Regions from separate parts of the Mus musculus genome. Here region 1 is linked to region 2. The links are chromatin contacts, called in public capture Hi-C maps. All regions are on one chromosome and are shown on one strand. Each heading gives the region's core, a stretch centred on a gene start, on an enhancer-like site or on the middle of the called end of the contact. The rest is flanking DNA. Distances are from core to core; before and after follow the strand shown.

The links. Capture Hi-C pulls out chosen DNA fragments and counts their contacts.
Region 1: a capture Hi-C map of embryonic stem cells shows a contact between it and region 2, with 6 times the contacts expected there. The contact joins two enhancer-like sites. A contact is called at or near these places in 2 of 115 datasets of contacts at active chromatin or transcription factors (both in embryonic stem cells) and 1 of 9 other capture datasets (embryonic stem cells).

What each region holds. Positions count from the first base shown.
Region 1 is chr1:11,563,415-11,568,503 of GRCm38.p6, reverse strand. All of the region lies in intron 5 of A830018L16Rik (RIKEN cDNA A830018L16 gene), which reads right to left. Among named protein-coding and RNA genes, the nearest start is that of A830018L16Rik, 150 kb to the right of the region's middle. Within about 2 kb of position 3,468, at least 5 of the 459 cell types and tissues checked have an H3K27ac peak or open chromatin away from gene starts, as enhancers often do. A contact at or near this core is called in embryonic stem cells, where this site is marked.
Region 2 is chr1:11,094,158-11,099,299 of GRCm38.p6, reverse strand. It overlaps Prex2 (phosphatidylinositol-3,4,5-trisphosphate-dependent Rac exchange factor 2), which reads right to left. Exons shown (of 40, transcript NM_029525.1): 7 at 704-837. Among named protein-coding and RNA genes, the nearest start is that of Gm24173, 38 kb to the left of the region's middle. Within about 2 kb of position 1,784, at least 28 of the 459 cell types and tissues checked have an H3K27ac peak or open chromatin away from gene starts, as enhancers often do. A contact at or near this core is called in embryonic stem cells, where this site is marked.

The DNA of each region.
Region 1 (5,089 bases), core at 2,219-4,718, 470 kb before region 2:
GGCTCATTCTATGCTGTGTTGTTAATAACTCCAGTGAAGTTCTTCTGAGTGAAGGTTGCTCATGTTTCATGGCATATCTGGGTCTGTGCACATTTTTCTAAGAACTACTATGAAAATATTGATCTTACACATGGAACGACCAGTTCTTAAATCTGTAATAACAGCATGTAACCTAAAGTGAACACCTTGGCCACGTTTGCAGCACCATTCAGTCCTGTTGAATACATGCATTATTGTGCTGCCAATCACTACGCCAACTAAGTTTGTGAAGTGATATTTTCACAGTAAGGCAATACCTATACTCATTCAACAACCCCCCTTCTTCCCAGAACCTAGTCTTGAGAACTGCCCTTAAACTTCTGTGTCTATAAATATCGTTGCTAAATACCACACAGGGGAATCCATGTAATATTACCTTTTGTGACTGGTTTACTTCACTTAGCACAAGTGCCTACAAGTTCATTCATGCTGTGCATGTCACAATATATCATCCTTTTGATGGATGAATAATATTCCACACTATGTATCTATTTCCCCACTGATGACCACTTGGTCATCAATGTCCTGGTAAACAATGTCACTGTGAACACAGATATAGGAGCACCTCTCACTGAACTCTAAGATCCTGGTGCCCAGAATCTCTGTTAAAGGCATATTCTACTACATGATGATGAGTTTTGATGCAGTGTCAAGAGATAAAAATGATGAGTACCATGTCCTCACATAGGAGAGGTCAGAGGAAGGGACAAGCAGGTACCCAAGGCCCCTCACTGAGGAGCTAATGCCATTGAGTGGTGCCTTATGACACAGTCACTGAAACAGCATTGCCATGTGATATTGTGAAGTTTAATACTTGGCACATTGACTTTCAATGTCAATTTTGAAAATACATAAACATTAAAAGTACAGCATATGGTGAGCTTGTTTTTAATTAGTTGAATAACTGCCAAATTGTTTTCCATAGTGGCTGTTTTGTTTTATATTCCCACCCAAACTCTGGCATATGGTAATTATACTTTTAATTACTTAAAGAGCTGCATACTGTCTTCCATGGTTCCTGCCTTCATATTCTCACCAACAATGATGTACAGAGCCTCAAATTCTCCATGTCTCCACTGACACCAACACTTGCCACTTTCTGTCTGTTGTAGTAACTATGCTGGTGCTTTGGATGATGGTGGCACATGGCAGCTTTGCTTTGAGTTCTTCTAATGGACAGTGACATTCTGCATCTATTCACATCACTTGCCTGATTTTAACCTAGTTGACTGCTTTGTGTTATTAGACTTAGGGACTCTTTACATATATTGGAGGACACCATTGATCAGGGTGTGATTTTTTTTAAGTTTTCTCCATCCCCATAAACAGCCCCCTCACCCCATAACTACATTCCTTGTTATACAGTGTTTAAGGCTGTTTTTGAGAACACTATTGAATGCATGATACAGCAAAGGGTAAATGAGAGATGATCCTCTTAAGTCTGGGCAGGAGGCATGATGGGTCCCCAAACTGATGCTTTGCTTTCATCTTGTGGGTGGTGGTGACAGTGAGACACACAGTTTCCTTGTGTGGAGGAAAAGCACAGAAACTCGGTGCCACACTGTGGGAGGTCTATCATTTGGTGCCACACTGTGTGGGAGGTCCGTGCTTTCCTCATGTTCTATTCCCTTTGAAAGTTTTTTTCATACATATTTTTAATATTTCATACTTTCAATATTTAGCTGTGCTTATAAATTTGTTTTCAAGGGGAAATTCATGTCATTTTTAAAATAGTTGCCATCTAAATGAGGGACAATGAACCAGCATTTGTAAACAATTCCTTGCAGGAGCAGGACATGGTACATATTTCTGAAATGAAAGACTCAAGAGTCAGTCCCATGCTGATTGATATGGGTGGTTTCTTCTTTTCTGATGAAAAAATACAGATACACATAGTGTCTGATCAGAAGGCACATTTCCATGAAGTCACTGTGTGCTCTTAGGCATATTCAAGAATGACTTAGGAAGGCTAGACGGTCGGCCAGGAACATGAAAATAAACAGACTTTACCACCTAGAGGCATTGTCTTTTTGACCCCACTTACTCCTCTAGACTTTGGTGAGTACAGTGTAGCATCTGAACAGCAAAGCGGAAAATTAAGCATGAAGTACAGATGTGAGGCATAAGACCGAGAATGAATTCTAGCCTTGGGCATAGGTACGTAGTTTGGCAGGCCGCAGAAGTTCTAGGAAAAACTTCCAGGCAGATTCTGCCCGTTTCCTCTGCTGACTCATCTTAAGTAAAACATCCTAGCATCAGAGACTGAGAAAGCAGTTGATCTGGGTGCTTTTTCCAAGTGAAAAGTATAAAATGTGAGGGAGGCAAGAAAAGTAAGAGAAGCTAGAAGGGCCACAGCTTAGTTGCTAGAGGGCTTGAATGCCAGGATCCTAGCACACACAAACCAGCTTTAGTAATGCATATCTGCATTTCTAGGGCTAGGACTGTGGATGTGAGTGGATCAGAAAGCCAAGGTTTTACACAGCTTAATAGAGTGAGTTCAAAGCTATCCTGGCCTATGTGAACCTAGTATCAGTACAGACAGACAGACACACAGACAGACAGACAGTGAGATATGTATTTAGATTCCAGAAGGCATACCTGAACAGGACTGGTTTCTCAAAGTTTTGTAGTATTTCTTTTTTACGGGAAAGGATTTCTAATATATGTACACATACTATGTGTGTGAATGTACTTATGGGTGGAAAAGAAGGCATGGATTTGAAGGAGAGTGGAGAAGATTATATGGGAGGAATTCAAGGAAGCAAAGGAAAGGTAGAAACATTATGATTATATTAGAAATTCTTTCCCCTAAAAAAGAACTACTATAAAATTTTAAAAAATAATAAAATAAAAATAAAAAGTCTTGTATTTACAGGTGTCTGAACTTGGATCTTTTTTAGGTCAAGAAAATTCAAAACTGTGAGTTTTATGGCCACACGGGGGTGCTGCGGGACAGTGATGCTTCCGCGCGACTGGCAGAGGGTCTGGGTCTTCTTGAAAGCCTGGGATCCTCTACCCTCTCCTTGAACATCAAATATGAACGGCATCAAGATGAAAGTCATCAAGATTTTGTTCACTGACAAAAAATCTTTTTAAATATCTTTTCAAAAAGAAAAATTACTGTTTCCCTCAATTGAAATAAACATTGTAAATTTTCATGAAGTTTTCAGAAACAAGTATTAGATTAAGTGACTAAAATGAGCACTGTTGTGTAGATTTGTGGATTGGACTACCGTTCCCTGCCTCCTCGCCCAGTACTGAGAAGAAAGCGTGTGGGAAGGGATGTACATTGGAGGTGGAAGGCATCTGAGCACGTGTCAAGGCAGACCTAAGTCACTCTCGTGATATCCAAATCCATTTCAGTGAAGATACAACCAGTGCAGGGCTGGACCTGAACCAGTTGGTTGCCCACATGTGGATCCAGGTCCTCTATCTGAGCTGCCTTGCCTGGCTTCAGTGAGAGGATGGGGGTTGGGGAGGGGAGTGTTTGTTACATCAGAGGGGAAGGCTATCTCTTCTCAGAGAAGGGAAGGGGAGCTGTGTGAGGGCTACTGGGAGGAGGGGGCTGATATTGATATGTGAAGTAAATTGATAAATTAATTTAAAAGAGATTAATAAGAGAGAGGGGAGTCCTTGAGCTCATCAATAAAGTACAACAATTTCACCGTTACTCAGGAGGAGGGGAGGTGGGACAGTCAGTGAAAGCTCCACAAGTTCTTAGTTACAGGTCAGGTGTCCAGGTTGTATAGGGGAGCTTAGAGGGGAAAAAAGGCAGGGATCTGCAAGAGCAGGCCACAGTATTTAAGTTTTTGCAAATTGTGAACATTTTTCATGACCTAGGAAAGCAAGGAATGAGGGAGGAGAGAGGGAGGGAGAGAGAGAGAAGGAAGGGGAGGGGGAAGGAGAGGGAGAGGGGGGAAAGGGGGAGGGGGACTGGGAGAGGGAGAGGGAAGGAGAGAGGGGGAGAGGGAGGGAAGGGGAGAGGGAGAGAGGAAGAGAGGGAGAGAGGGAGGGAGAATGACAGACAGATGGAGGGAGGGAAGGAGGGAGAGAGAGAGAGTAGAAATGATGTACAAAGGTGGGAGAGTGCAGCTGGCTCTCCCTCCACTTGCTGTTCTCCATACATAGCTATTCAACTAGGTTTAAAACTAGGTTTAAAACACCATGATGGTTACTGACAGAAACCTTGTCAAAGAGTATATCCAGACTTTTGGGCTTTTTTTTTTTAAGCGACTCAGACATACATTTTAAAAATATCAAAGTTGTATTACTATTTGGTATGAACAATACCATTTGTACTTTTGTACTGTTCTTTGCTATTTTTACATGTAGTGATGTATATCGTCTCAATCTGTGCAGCCTTTTATCAATGATGGCTCTCTCCCTGTCATCCACTTCTAACTACATTTCTAATGCCAGATTTCTTCCATCCATAGGTGAAAATTGTAGTATATTAAATGAAGACAAGGATAGGAGAATTCAGCAGCTTTCAACTGTTCTCAGTATAAAAGAGGTTTATAGGATGCAAAGACCTCTTCTTCGGTAATATTTTGTTTTGGAAAATAAGGTATTTTTCATTGATATGTTGTTTTGAAAATGCAACAACTTTACTTAATACCATTTAAAAATAACAAACACATAAAATTTTATCTGTTTGAATTTCTCACATGGCAAATATTGCCAGATGGAATGTGCATGAAGTCAACGTCTTTAGTGACCTCTGCAATACTGATGAGCTATAAGGGTCCTTCGACTAAAAGACATTGAAAACTTAGATCCAGATGACTCACAAGCATGTTGTTTGAAACAGATCTGCTCTGTGAGCACCAACTGTACAAACATGTTTAATAGACAGTTCAAAATGAATTCACACAAAGAGAACTCTTCATAACAGCCCAACTGTTCCCAACTGTTTCCTGGTCACTGCAGTTTGAGTAGAAGCCAAATTTCACAACTCAGGAGTCACTGCCTGACTTCTGTGACTGCAGAGCCCCCAAGAGCGGTGAGTGCTACAGGTGTTACTGCGAGGATATATATCCAATCTATGTAT
Region 2 (5,142 bases), core at 535-3,034:
CAGTCTGCATTGTGAATAAGGATATCTACTATAGACATAATAAGATTTTACTTCAATATAACCTTTCAGTAATTTTCTGGGTGACGATAAGATCACATTACACCAGTATACTGATAATAATTTTGCAAAAGTTCTGGATTTGATGATAGACACACTAGCTTTCAGGATGGGATGATTAAAGTGGAGGTTCAAATTCATAACTGCTAGTGCTAACAAGCTTCAGGTACCAGCATAGGACTGGTGGCAGAGGTGTTAACAGGGAAGGGAATGGGGGCCCAAGGTTCTCAATGTGTCACGTACAGGAATTTTGAAAATAGCCTGGATGATGACAGAAGCAGACTGGAAATTGATCAGAGATCAAAGCAGAGACACTATGTTCTGTGAGTGATCAATTGGGAAAACATATGAACAGAATCTCACATTGCCAACTCTCCTACAGATACAGGAAGAAATGGCTCAGAAGCTAACTAAGAAAGGGGGAACACACCAACATCTCTGATAGGTTATGCCTCCCCTTGAAAGAGCTGTTGGGGGAAAGTCACAAGAGATACTGAGTCATTGGCCATGATTACCCAGCAGGTAAAGAAAGCAAGCAAGCAGGCTGGGCTGAAATGGGTTATTAGTGAGATGAGTTCTAGGATTCCTGTGGGGATCCTGTAAGATCAAAATAATAATTCCAAAATGTGAATTTTTATAAGCTTACCTGTGTTTTCTTTTGCAGTATACTAAAAGATTATCAAAAAGAAAAAACACTCGTTCTTGAATATTTCCGGAAGAAATTTTCATTAGGACTCCACACATCAGCATCTCAGTACAGGTGTCAGTAATGTTGGACCCCTGAGGCAGGAAAAGAAATGATGATTTGTCTGATTGCCTAACATTATTATCTTTATAGTGCTGGGATCAAATGAAGGGTGTCTTACAAGTAAGACAAGTACAATGCCACTGTACCTTATCTGCAAGTCCTGCCTGACTTTTTGTATGCAATTATGCTCTTTAACTTTTCACTTGTTTTGTTTTTTTTTTTTCATTAACAACTATCATGTACACAGTCAAGGTGGTTACACTGAATGCTGTCTCCGTCCCAGTCTGCATAGAGAATCTACGTTTACCCAGAGACAACTGAAGCTCCAACAGCAGCCATGCTAAAACAGGCCCATAGACAACTACAGAGGTAAGGGTGGAAAATCTTCCCTAGTTAAGAGCACACCAACTGATCATCCAATATCAAATGGTCAGCCTAGCAACTCAAGTATAACAGGGAAGGAAAAGACACAATCACATACACACATGTGCACGTGCGTGTGCATGTGTACATACACCCCCACACACCCCCACAGGCATACATGCACACACATATTCACACACTTGCACATATATACTTGTAACAACAATAACAAGAAAGAGGAAGGGAGGTCACGAATTTCAAAGAAGACAAGGAAGTGGGTATATGACAGACAGAGTTTGGGGCCAGGCAAGGGAAGGGAGGAATGATATAATTTCATTATAATCTCAAGAATTAAAAAAAAAAAGAAGAAGAAGCCTGTTATTAGCGGGTATCAATTTAAAGATATCATCTAATTATAGAAAGGAGGAGACAATAGAAAAAGAAAAATGGACTGGAGGGAGACTTAGAGGATGAGAGGCTTGGTTCCCATCACCCAGGCCAGGTGGCTCACAAGCCCTTGAACTCCAACCCACCAGGGATCTGATGCCTCTAGCTGATTCTTAACACAGACCTGAGAGGAGAATAGAGGCCAGAGAGAAGCAGCCACTCCCAGGCATCAACATAATTTAGCTCAGCAGAGAGCTGAACACACCGCTCTCAACACCTCCACTGGGCTCCTACAGTGTCTGGCTCACTTCCTGCTAGCACTTGTAAGCTGTTTGCTGCCACCTAGCCATCCATATACTGCACAGGCTGAGTCAGATTTAAGAGAGACAAATAAAAGAATTCAAACTTTCAGCTGGTCTCTACAGCTAGAATATTTCAGCTTTAAATGTGCCTGCTTTCTTTTAACCCATAGGTAAATTGCTGGGTTTTATTTAAATCAAAGTTTCTATCTTTTGGTTTTGATACTTAATATTCAAAACATTAAGCATAGCCTCATATTTCCATAATAATTACTGATAGGTTATATCTCCAATGTCAATGAAAAGATCCATTTCAAAATAGATTAGATTAGATTAAAGGCAGGTTAGTTAGGAATTAGGATTGAGGCCAGGGGAATCTCCAAGGGGAAGTGGGAGGAGAGAAAGAGAGAAAGAGCATGAGTACAGAGAAAAGAGAAGAAGAAGAGAGCAAGAAAGACAAAAATGTCTGGGTTATATAGGAAAAGCCTCTGAGGGAATGGCAGCCCAGCTCCTGGGCTGGGAGTTTAGGATTGGGGGCAAGGTATGTCAGGTAAGGATTGGGGAATGCTGGGAGAACCTGAAGGCCAGTTCTGCTTTGATATGTAAAATACATACCTCAGTCCTTTGTCCAAAGTCCTTTGTCCAAACAACTACTAGTATTGGTCTTATAGTCTACTACAAATAGAGTTAAACAAAAACTCAAATCTATTTTAAAATTCTAAAGTAGAAATTAATAAAGAGGTGTTATTATATTCACTTGCTTATCTATATTCCAAACATATTTTGTTTTAGGAAACCTCTTCTTAAAATTTCTTTTTATCCTGACAGAACAGAATCAAATGGAGATGTTGTAAATCTTTACACAGTTTGATCAACACTCCTGTGCTCACTGAGCCCCAAATTACCATGAACATGAACCTAGGTCTCAATACAGTAGCATGATTGCTTATTACTTCCTTGTGAGTATATAATTCCTTATTTTGGGGATAACCACAGTTAAAATAGCATTTTAAAGAAAGCATACTTACCAAGACTCAAGGACTTTAAGCTTAATTACTAAACAGTGTCATGTTAATGATATTCATTCATCAAAATACCTCACTGTGAATCCAGAACCTACAGCTAAAACCACATAATTGATCCACCCAAAGTGAGGTGAAATTGAGTGTGGCCCAGTACTATGAAGTAAGTCAACAGCTCTAATTAAATATCTGGTAGTTTTCTTGGCAAAGTAGATTCTTTGTTGGCCTATGAGCTCACAAGGTCTAGTAGGGTACTCTGAAACTCTTCACTTTCTGGCTGTATCTCACTTTTTCATTATCAAAATCTTCTCAAATATAGTGGGTATTGCCATTCTCCTGGGAAGTAATATAATAAACTGTGGTGGTAAAAGGATAATTTCAAAGATTAGCAGTTAAAGCATAAGCTGTATATTTTCTTGGCCATAGTTATTGCATAAATGCTGAGAAAAACTTGTATTTACTGCTAAAGGGCAGGTAAGAAAACAATACTTCAAAGAATCAGCTTTTTTTTTTCCTTAGTTGTAAATTTACAGACCTAAACTTTATCAGCTTCTTGTTTTGAGAAACTGGGTATGCTAATTATCCTAACATAACTTCAGTAAAATGTTCAGACTCATAAGTCACTGTTGAGTATGGTTGACCCCCACCCCACCCAGGTTCATATCCTAGAGATATTGTATTAAGTCAGGCTAGGCTGACTCCATGACAGACTTCACATTGGTAGTTCAGAAGACTAGGCCTTAATCTCTGTTTCCAAGACCTCAGAACCTGCCCTACCCCATCACCTGACCCGAGGTAAGAACAATAGGTCATCAACAGTTTCCAAACTTCCCCACCAACAGTTTCTAGCCCCCTACATCTCAGCACTGGTTCTGGAATGTCCCTAGAGATAGAGCCAATGATTAAGATAGAGGTCACCTACCCATCCCTGGAATTCCTCTAATGTGCTTTAAATCAGGCCTTTGAGCTCACTGGATGTTTCTGTCATGGTAGATGGTAGACCCCAGCATGCTAGACTTCTGCAGAATAAAATGCTCTTTGTGTATACATACTATTTGAATTTGGGGTATCATTCTTCTGTGAATCATGGACCTTTACAGTATGACAATGTTGGTGAGTAGTGAATTAGGTCACAGGCACTAACCTCACAAATGTTAAAGCAGATCTTATGGACTGGGTCATTTCCCATGAAAATGAATTATTGAAAGGGAGCCTGGTTACTTCTACCTTCTATAAGTGAGTTAGCTCTTCTCATGAACTCCCAGGATGTTCTGTCGTCTGCCCGGAAGCTCTAGAGACTTGAGCAAATACCTATAACAAACTTTTGGCTCCCCCATACCCTGAGCTAAATGGCCAAAGTTAAGTATTCCCTTCAGTTGCTTACATTAGCAAATCAATATGTCCTAAAGGTGAATGACTGATTAGCCAAGGAATTCTACCTTCCTGTAGCCAAATTAACTCAAATAAGATTATTACAGTCTTAGATGTCTAAATAGAGTCTGGGATGTCATGCTAAAAGGTTTGAAGAAAATAGAGCCTATTCAACTTTAGTTAGAGCTTTAGTTAGAGTTAGAGTCAGGAAGTTCAGTTGCTCCAAAATCATTTTCAAGTTTCACACTGTTTCTATTGGTTATCTGACCTACACCATTTCTGTAAAGTTAACTTTTATTTGAAAAGTCCACAGCTGTCATAGTTAAAGTTACTATTGGTATGATGAAACATCACAGCCCAAACCAAGTTGGGAAAGAAAGCGTTTATTCAGCTTACACTTCCATATGGCAGTTGATCATTAAAGGAAGTCAAACAGGACAGAAAGCTGATGCAGAGGTTAGGGAGGAGTGCTTCTTATTGGCTTGCTTCATCTGACTTTCTCAGCCTGCAGGACCTAGGATGACCAGCCCAGAGATGGTCCCAACTACAATAGTCTGGGTCCCTCCCATCAGCATTAATTTTAAAAATGCCCTATAGGCTTGCCTACAGCTATTTTCTCAATTGAAGTTCCTTCCTCTTAGATAACTATAGTTGTGTCAACTTGATGTCAACCTAGCCAGCACAATGGCTTGGACTCATATACCTTAAGTTGTTGGGAGTTATTAAGACAACTCTATTGTCTTGATCTCCGAATTGGGCCTCTCCCCCCGAGAAAAAAAAGGGGTCAAAAGCGGGCCACCAAAGCACCGTTTCGAGAACAACCACAGAATGTTCCAGCCCTAAGTCAGCGCCAGATGTCCTGACCACAAGATATACCCTGATACCACCAATTTCC